Linked DNA regions of Sus scrofa: all the other regions are linked to region 1. The links are chromatin contacts, called in public HiChIP or PLAC-seq and promoter capture Hi-C maps. All regions are on one chromosome and are shown on one strand. The core of a region is the stretch at or near the end of the contact, and the rest is flanking DNA. Distances in the headings are between cores, read along the strand shown. Region 1 holds the start of LOC106510546 (cytochrome P450 2S1). Region 2 holds the start of CYP2A19 (cytochrome P450 2A19). Region 3 holds the start of BCKDHA (branched chain keto acid dehydrogenase E1, alpha polypeptide).

Evidence for each region. Promoter capture Hi-C pulls out the DNA fragments that hold promoters and counts their contacts. HiChIP or PLAC-seq counts read pairs in DNA pulled down with a chosen protein or histone mark.
Region 2: a contact with region 1 is called in a promoter capture Hi-C map of liver, with 2.7 times the contacts expected there. The contact joins the promoter of CYP2A19 here to the promoter of LOC106510546 in region 1. A contact is called at or near these places in 5 of 5 promoter capture datasets (fetal liver, fetal skeletal muscle, liver and 1 more), 28 of 47 Hi-C or Micro-C datasets (adipose tissue, alveolar macrophages, blood and 16 more) and 2 of 2 datasets of contacts at active chromatin or transcription factors (alveolar macrophages and skeletal muscle).
Region 3: an H3K27ac HiChIP or PLAC-seq map of alveolar macrophages shows a contact between it and region 1. The contact joins the promoter of BCKDHA here to the promoter of LOC106510546 in region 1. A contact is called at or near these places in 1 of 47 Hi-C or Micro-C datasets (embryonic fibroblasts) and 1 of 2 datasets of contacts at active chromatin or transcription factors (alveolar macrophages).

The regions. Positions count from the first base shown.
Region 1 is chr6:49,219,898-49,222,873 of Sscrofa11.1, reverse strand. LOC106510546 (cytochrome P450 2S1) reads right to left here and starts at 1,513. Exons shown (of 9, transcript XM_021094414.1): 1 at 918-1,513. The coding sequence starts at 1,094.
Region 2 is chr6:49,062,699-49,065,688 of Sscrofa11.1, reverse strand. CYP2A19 (cytochrome P450 2A19) reads left to right here and starts at 1,578. Exons shown (of 9, transcript NM_214417.1): 1 at 1,578-1,783; 2 at 2,075-2,237. The coding sequence starts at 1,604. It overlaps LOC110260991 (a long non-coding RNA gene), which reads right to left. Exons shown (of 3, transcript XR_002344661.1): 1 at 2,670-2,990; 2 at 1-23.
Region 3 is chr6:49,380,600-49,383,463 of Sscrofa11.1, reverse strand. BCKDHA (branched chain keto acid dehydrogenase E1, alpha polypeptide) reads right to left here and starts at 1,254. Exons shown (of 9, transcript NM_001123083.1): 1 at 1,147-1,254. The coding sequence starts at 1,254. EXOSC5 (exosome component 5) reads left to right here and starts at 1,717. Exons shown (of 6, transcript NM_001244661.1): 1 at 1,717-1,908. The coding sequence starts at 1,761.

The sequences.
Region 1 (2,976 bases), core at 264-2,763:
AGGGATCGAACCCGCAACCTCATGGTTCCTAGTCGGATTTGTTAACTACTGTGCCGCAATGGGAACTCCAAGCCATCCCTTTCAATCCGTGCTAAATCTTCAAATTCTGGAGCAGATACCACCTAGCCACGGTCCCATTTCTTCCAAGATTGCCACCCTCCTTGAGACATTCTGAAAGACCCCAGACTCTTTTTGAACAGGGAATCTCTGGCCTCTTCCCACCCACCCATCCCAAAAGATTGGGCTTCGGTCCTTCTTTCATGTTCTTCCCTTTCTCTGTCCCAGGAACTTCCAGCTTCCTCCCAGCTGAGCTCCACCCAGCTCCACGCCCCACCCCCCACATCCCCCTAGGTCTCTGCAGATAGATTCCTGGAACTCCAGCCTCTGCCTCCAACTCCCCCCCCCCGGGGGGGGTAACACACTCTCCCCCCTCCTCAGGATGGCTCCCCTGTATTCCCTCTCTCGCTGGGACAAGCCACCACATCACAGCGTCAGTTTCTCTTCTGCTTGAGGACTGTCTTTCTCAGCTTTGGTGCCCGGCCCCTCCACGCCCAACCTTGCCAGGAGTCTGCTGGTCTCTGTAACCCGGGACCCCTGCCACTCTGGATCCTGCTTCCTAGCTCTCAAACTCTCTCCAGGGTTCTGTAGGCAAAATTCTGCCCCTCCTAGCCCCCAGCCCCCACCCCAGGATCCTCTCTCCCCAAGACTCCCCCCACTCCTCCTCTCAGCCCTGGACCCCTACTCCTGCCCCGCCCCGGAGCATCCACAGCTGCTCTGCCCTGGGACCCTTTGCCTGCATCCTCCAGGATACCCAAGGGCCTCTCTGCCTGCTTTCTCTCCTGGGGGTCCCCTGGGTCTCTTGGTCCTGGCACCCGCCCCCACTCCTTCCTGGCCAGGGCGGCGGCGCGGCCCCTCACCCGCATGAGTCCCAAGTAGAGAGCCCCGGGCCGGAGCTGCAGCAGGTTCCCCAGCAGCGGCAGCGGCGCGGGCCCAGGGGGCAGGTGGCCTCCGGTCCGGATCCCAGGCAGCGCCAGCGCCAGCAGCAGCAGCAGCACCAGCACCAGCAGCAGCGCCCAGGTGCCTGCCGCCTCCATCTCGGCAGGTTGCTGCTTCCGCGGCTCCCAGACGCTCCACGAGGCTGGGCCAGTTGGGGGCGGGTGCCGGGCGGCTCCCTCCACGGCGAAGCGAAATCTGGCGGACGGAGGCGGGGCAGCTAGCCTTTCCTCTGGCCTAAGGGCAGGGTTCTTTCCCTGCCGCCGGATTTCTTTCCCCCAGACTGCCGCCGCCGCCTGGTGTCGGGGACACACGCTCCAGCGGTCGTCTCCCCGGTCACCCAGGTTGGAGGGGGCGGAGACAGCTTTTTGGGCCGCAGGTAGGGCGTGGGCAGAAGGGAGGAACCTGAAGCTGGAGACCTTGGCCGCCTCCAGGAGGCCACACCCAGTGCCTGGCTGTGACCCCTCTCGCTCTCCGCAGCTCCTGCCTCCCTGCTCACTGCTACCAGGGTGTGCGTTCGCGTGTGAGTGCTTGTCGGGTGGGTACGTGCGTGTGGACAGATACATGTAAATCAATGCAACTGGGACACACCCTCACATCATGCACGAAAATAAACTCAGAATGGCTTAAAGACCTAGATATAAGACCAGATACTATAAAACGCTTAGAGGAAAACATAGGCCAAACACTCTCTGATGTAAATGACAGCAACATCTTCTCAGATCCACCTCTTAGAGTCACGACGGTAAAAACAAAAATTAACAGATCGGACTTAATTAAACTTAAAAGTTTCTGCACAGCAAAGGAAACCCTAAACAAAACAAGAAGACAACCCACAGAATGGGAAAAAATATTTGCAAATGAATTGACCAAGGGATTCATCTCTAAAATTTATAAACACCTCCTACTGCTCCATACCAAAAGAACAAACAACCCCCACCAAAAAAAAGGGCAGAAGATCTAAACAGACAATTCTCCAAAGAAGACGTACAGATGGCCAAGAAACACATGAAAAGATGTTCAACATCAGTCATGATTAGAGAAATGCAAATCAAACCTCTTTGAGGTACCACCTTACACCAGCCAGAATGGCCATCATCAAAAAGTCTACAAACAATAAGTGCTGGAGAGGGTGTGGAGAAAAAGGAGCCCTATGACACTGTTGGTGGGAATGTAAATGGCGCAACCACTGTGGAAAACAGTATGGAGATTCCTCAGAAAACTAAAAATAGAACTACCATTTGACCCAGCAATCTCACTCCTGGGCATCTATCCAGAGAAAGCCATGACTTGAAAAGACACATGTACTCCAAGGTTCATTGCAGCACTATTTGCAATAGCCAAGACATGGAAACAACCTAAATGTCCACTGACAGAGGAGTGGATCAAGAAGATGTGGTACATATACACGATGGAATATTAGCCATTAAAAGGAACGAAATACTGGCATTTTTAGCAACATGGATGGACTTAGAAATTATCATGCTAAGTGAAGTCAGTCAGACAATGAGACACCAACATCAAATGCTTTCACTGACATGTGGAATCTGAAAAAAGGACAGAATGAACTTTGCAGAACAGATACTGACTCACAGACTTTGAAAAACTTATGCTTTCCAAAGGAGACAGGTTTGAGGGGGTGGGGGGGATACACTGAGGGTTTGGGATGGAAATGCTATAAAACTGGGTTGTGATGATCATTGTACAACTACAAATGTAATAAATTCATTGAGTAATATTAAAAAAATAAAATAGGGAGTTCCCGTCGTGGCGCAGTGGTTAACGAATCCGACTAGGAATCATGAGGTTGCAGGTTCGGTCCCTGCCCTTGCTCAGTGGGTTAAGGATCCGGCGTTGCCGTGAGCTGTGGTGTAGGTTGCAGACGTGGCTCAGATCCCCAGTTGCTGTGGCTCTGGCGTAGGCCGGGGGCTATAGCTCCAATTCGACCCCTAGCCTGGGAACCTCCATATGCTGCGGGAGCGG
Region 2 (2,990 bases), core at 329-2,828, 160 kb after region 1:
CCCAGCATGGGCCAGGCCCATCACTGGAGGAAGAACAAGGAGAGAGGGTTCAGATCCCAGCTCCTAAGCTTACCTGCTCCCTGCGTGACCTCCAGCAAGTGGCTTTAGAGAGGCTCCTCTTCTCAACTGCAAAATGAAGCCGATGATGGACCTGCCCTGTTGTCATAAGGATTCAATAAGGCCACGCATATGTAGACTCAGTCCTCACAGGCAGTGCTTCCCGGGGTAACCATCGTTCTAAAGGAAGCACATGGGGTGGGGAGAGGACAGCAGGGCCACCCCCCTCCTTTCTGCACCCACTTCCAGCATCCCAGGGACCCCTCAGTTCCTGACACAGGAGTCCACCCACTTCTCTCTTAACATAGCTCCCTCTGCCTGCAAAGAGCAGCCCCGACAAACCGGGAATCACCCCTAAAGGGGACTTGACACCCCCTCAAATACAACCTTCTCTTCCCAAATGCTCCCTTTCCATGGTGGGAAAACTCGACCCCAGAAGGCGAGTGCAAAGCAGGAGAGACAGGGGGCACACGTGTGCCCCTTGCCCACTCTCTGTCTTCTGTCCTCAGCACACCCACACGTCAAATGAGAAGCATTGATCCTAACAGTGATGCTGCTGCTGCTGCTGCTGATGGAAACGGTCCCATCAACCCAGCAGGCTTCCCTAAGGACCTGGGGAGGGAAGGAGCATGGCCCTCTGTGAGTTCTGATCCTTGACACAGTTGGGATTTTTCAGTATCAGGCTGGCGGTTAGTCCTGTTCCCCAAGCCCTGGCCAGTCCCTCTGCCAGCTGAGACCATGAGTTATTCTTCTCCAGTTCTGTCAAAGGTTGGACAGAAATGCAGCTCTGGTCTTCTACCGCTTACCCAACCAGACCTGGGCAATTCTGTGACACCCTCCTGGCCTCGCTTTGAGGTTCCAATGACAATTCCGGGGATCAAGGGGCGGCACTGTGTCCAAAATAATAGCAGGTCAATATCTGGGGTCAGGTGCTAACGCCCTGATCCAGCTGAACTCTCTTCCCAGTAACCCCTCATCCACAGCTCTGGTCCTTTCTCACTGCAGCACCCTCAAATCTATTCTCTAGAATCCCCTCCCCAGGCATAAGACCCTTGAATCTACCTCCGTTCTCACTGAAAGATCCCCAAATCTGCAGCCACACATCCTGCCTCATTCCAATACCCTTAAATCCAGGTCTTTGAATTCTTCTTTCCTGAGACCTCAAAATCCACAACTTTGGAGTCAGTTCTCCCTCTGAGACTCCCAATCCAAAGTTCAGGGGTTCACCCCAAAACAACTAGTCCAAAGTCTTCAGTTCTGTAACTTATCTACTGCCCCCTCCAAAGTCCAAAGCCAAGACTAGCCCCTTCTGGGGGACCACAAATTCCATCTTAGGGCACACTCCCTGTTAATCTGAACTGGGGTCCCCCTCCTCCTTCCTGGCTGGCTGTGTCCCAAGCTAGGCGGGGAGCATCACAGGGGGTGTAGTTGGGAGGTGAAATGAGACAGTTATATAATCAGGACCAAAGTCTGCCCTTCTCTCCCAGGCGGTATAAAAGCACCCATCCCAACCCATCACCAACTGACCGTCCCTCGCAGTGCCACCATGCTGGCCTCAGGCTTGCTTCTCGTGGCTCTGCTGACCTGCCTGACCATAATGGTCTTGATGTCCGTCTGGCGCCAGAGGAAGCTCCAGGGGAAACTGCCCCCCGGACCCACCCCGCTGCCCTTCATCGGGAACTACCTGCAGCTGAACACGGAGCAGATGTACAACTCCCTCATGAAGGTGTCGCAAGGCAGGGAGATGGGTGGCCCGGGATGGGGGTGCGGGCCTGCCCGGTTTGGCTGGCGCTCTGCACTGGGGGACTGACCATGCTGGACCCGAAGCGTGGCAGAGGCGCGTTCTGAAGAGTCAGAATCAGGGTCCCAGCCAGCAAAGACCCCTTCCTGGGATGTCCAGCTCCTTGACGGTCCCAACCGTGGGGAAACGCCTCCCCCGCAGTATGTGAGGCCGGGGCCCAGGGCTGCTTCGGGGGCGGGGCTGCTCCTTCTGACCACGCCCACTCGCCGCCGTCAGATCAGCCAGCGCTATGGCCCTGTGTTCACCGTCCACCTGGGGCCCCGGCGGATAGTGGTGCTGTGTGGATACGACGCGGTGAAGGAGGCCCTGGTGGACCAGGCTGAGGAATTCAGCGGGCGAGGCGAGCAGGCCACTTTCGACTGGCTCTTCAAAGGCTATGGTGAGGGGGACCGCAGGGCGGGGGCGGGGATGTGCTCAGGCAGACTCAGTGGCCGCAGTGGCCCCAGCCTTCTGCTCCGCACCTGTCCTCTGGCTGCTCTCCATCCCCACTGCTCTTCTTCGCTGCCTGGGCCTGTCTCGCACTTGCCTTCGAGTCTGCGTCTCCATTTCTCCCCGCCTCTCTCTGCCCCATCTCCCCGGCCTCCCCCACCTGCACGTCTCTTCCTTCTCTGGGTCTCTTAGAAGCTCTTGGCAGGTCTGCTTGGAAAGCCTGGTCCCCTATCTCCTCGTGTCTTCTCGCCCTTCTCAGCCTCCGTGCTTCACCGGGTTTCTCTCCCGCCCCCTCCTCCCTTAGTCTCCGCCTCAAAAGCCCCAAACCCCCACCTCCTGGTAACAGTCTCTCCTTCTCCCAGACCCTCTCCCTTTCTCTCACTTCTCCAGCTCAGGCGTCCGGTCCTTCACATCTCCACAGACCCTCCGCATCTCCGCGTCTCCACAGAGCTCCCTCCCCTCCTTCCCTCCGTCGCTTCCTCTTGGGGGCGTGTCTGTCCCTCCCGGTTTTCTGGGCCTCCGTCTGGCCTCTCTCCCGATCCTGCTCTTGCAGCTCGGTCTCTGTGTCTCTGGGCATGTCTCCGACTTGGAGCTGCATGTCTCTCTCTGTCTCTTTTTCCCCGCCCCCGTCTGTCCCCCCTCCCCTCGCTCTACAAACATTTCTCCCTCTCCCTCTCTCGGCCCTTCTACCTCCTGGGAGCCC
Region 3 (2,864 bases), core at 5-2,504, 160 kb before region 1:
TTCTTCACAACAATCTGTTGTTAGCATTTTACTGGCTGGCGGGGGTGGGAGTGGGGGGGATTAGGTCCAGAGAGAAGCAGTCCCTTGCCCAAAGCTAAAAAACTAGAAAACAGCAGATCAGGGATATTGGTCCCACATGGTCTAGCTTCAGAGCACACCTTCTTAACTACTTACATGTGAAAACAATCCACAGCTCTTCTGCAGCCCACTGCCTCTCTTCCCCTTAAGAGGGGCTCCCAATTAGATTTCTGCTGTGAAAGCTCTCATCAACCTAAAGGAAGGCTGACCCTGCGACAAGAAATGAGGCATTTCTTACGTGTTCCTAAGCAATGTGGACAAGTGCTCTGTCTGGACCTCTCTCCCTCCTCGTCCACCCTCATTAGCTGAACAAATACTTACTAATCATCTCCTTTGTAATGATCAAGACAGACAAGGTCAACAGCCAGGTACTGCATCAGGGGACCCAGGATCAAACGACTTTTTTACACGATTCATTTTAAAATCAGAGCAGGAGTTCCTGTTGTGGTTCAGTGGGTTAGGAACCGGTCATAGTGTCCATGAGGATGCAGGTTCCACTCCTGGCCCCGCTCACTGGGTTAAGAATCTGGCGTTGGCCCCCAGCTGCGGTTCCCATTCCACCCCTAGCCTGGGAACTTCCATATGCTGCAGATGCCCCAATAAAAAGTAAAAAAACAAACTAAAAAAAACCAGAGTTGAAGCAAAAAGGCACTATAAAAGCCTGTGCTGGGGTATCTGCTCTCTCTTCTCTTCTTGGAAGGGGGAGTCTTTCCCAAGAAGAAAATCTTTCCTTTGTAAACGCAATTTCACTCTCCAACCCCTGAGGAGAAAGGTCACACTTTCCCCCCATGTCCTCCAAGAGGCCTCCCCGGGGCATTGGTGGCAACTAATAAGAAACGCCCTCCCTCACTTTCTCCACGTTGTCTTCCTCCCTGAGGGTCCACAAAGAAGCTGTCCCGCTTTGCCTCTCCTAAGGAAGTGAAACTTCTTCCCTTGAGGGTCCGCTACAAGATGTTTCTGCAGCCCTTCTCCCTTCAACCGCCCTCCATGTACTCCCTACAGGGACGCCACACTCTGAAGAAGGAGTTAACATTTCTATACCTTCTCGGGTACCTCCCCAGTACTCACAGATCTAGCCAGACCCCGAGCCCCAAGCCGCCGCAGAAGCAGGAGGCCAGCCTGGCCCAAGCCTTGACTGCGCTCCCAAACCCTCGCCACAGCCACCGCCAACGCCATCTTGACCATTAATACCTCAGAGTAGCGTCCCCCTCCTTGGCGAGACTGGGGCTGCCCCTTCAGGAGCCTGACTCAAATACCAGGATCGCTCTGCCAAGAAACCACCTGCTACTAATCCTGCGGTCTTTAGGACACATATATAGGTGGGTAAAATAATCCAGATTTCCCCAAATTACTCCGATCGCTTCACCGGAGTTATTCCTCTTAACAGGCAAAGCAGAGGGCAACTGAGCTCGGCTTCAGGGTTTCAGGGCCCCGGGGCCTCGGGTAGGACGAGCTCATGCCAAGGCCCGCCCTCTCTTCCCTTCTGTCCAATGGCTTTCCTGGACTCTCTAGGCGGGAGTAGGAGGGACCAGATTGTTAGTAAACGCAGAGACACGTGCGGGCGCGGATCCCGGAGGGCCCCGCACCCAAGTTGGCGCTTGCTCATTGGGTACGCAGTCTGTACGCAAGCGCGCGCTTCTGGGCGGAAGCGACAGTCCCTGCTGCACGTGGGCTCCCCGGCGATGGAGGAGTCGATGCAGACTGAAACCAAGGTACGCCCCGAGTCTGGAGCAGAGTCTGGCCCTCGGAGCCCCAGCTGTACTCTCCGGCACTTTGCCTGCGAACAAAACTTGTTGTCCCGGCCCGATGGCTCTGCCTCTTTCCTGCAAGGTAAGAATTTACCCACGTCGTATTTGTTCTCGTGGGCGGGTACAGTGTATTGTGTTAGCTGGTAAATATCTTCTTGGACTGATGCAGTTCTTGCCGGAGTGAATGGTACTGCATATGCCAGTAGACAAATAGAAGGGTGAAGATACCTCCACTCTGGTAAATATGCCTCAGGATGAGAGAGGGGCAGACCTTCTCTTAAGAACGAATACTCCAGGGACTTCCCTTCGTGGCTCAGCAGTTAAGGAACCCGACTAGGATCCATGAGGATGAGGGTTCGATCCCTGGCCTCCCTTAGCGGGTTAAGGATCCGGCGTTGCTGTGAGCTGTGGTGTAGGTCGCAGACACAGCTCGGATCTGGGGTTTCTGTGGTTGTGGTGTAGGCTGGCAGTTGTAGCTCTGATTAGATCCCTAGCCTGGGAACTTCCATGTGAGGCCTGAGAGAGCAAAAAAAAAAAAAAAAAAAAAAAAGAACGAATACTCCAGAATAGGGGAAATCTCACCGTGTAAAAAAAGTCCTCCTTGACTAGGTTCCTCCCACACATGCACTCTGGATTCATCTATCCCTGGTTGAGGCAAACCTGTTCTTTTGCGTAAATACCTCGTAGACTGGCAAATCACCACTACTGATTTTTTTTTGTTTGTTTTTCTTTTTTCTTTTTTTTGCTTTTTAGGACCGCACTTGCAACATATGGAGGTTCCCAGGCTAGGGGTTCAAATGAAGCTGTAGCTGCTGGCCTACATCGCAGCCACAGCAATGCGAGATCTGAGCTGCATCTGCGGCCTACACCACAGCTCACGGCAACCCCAGATCCTTAACCCACCGAGCGGGGCCAGGGATTGAACCCATAGCCTCATGGATACTAGTTGGGTTCTTACCCGCTGAGCCAAAATGGGAATTTCGTTGTTTTATATATACGGAGTTGCCAGGCTGGGGATCACATCCAAGCCCCAACTGT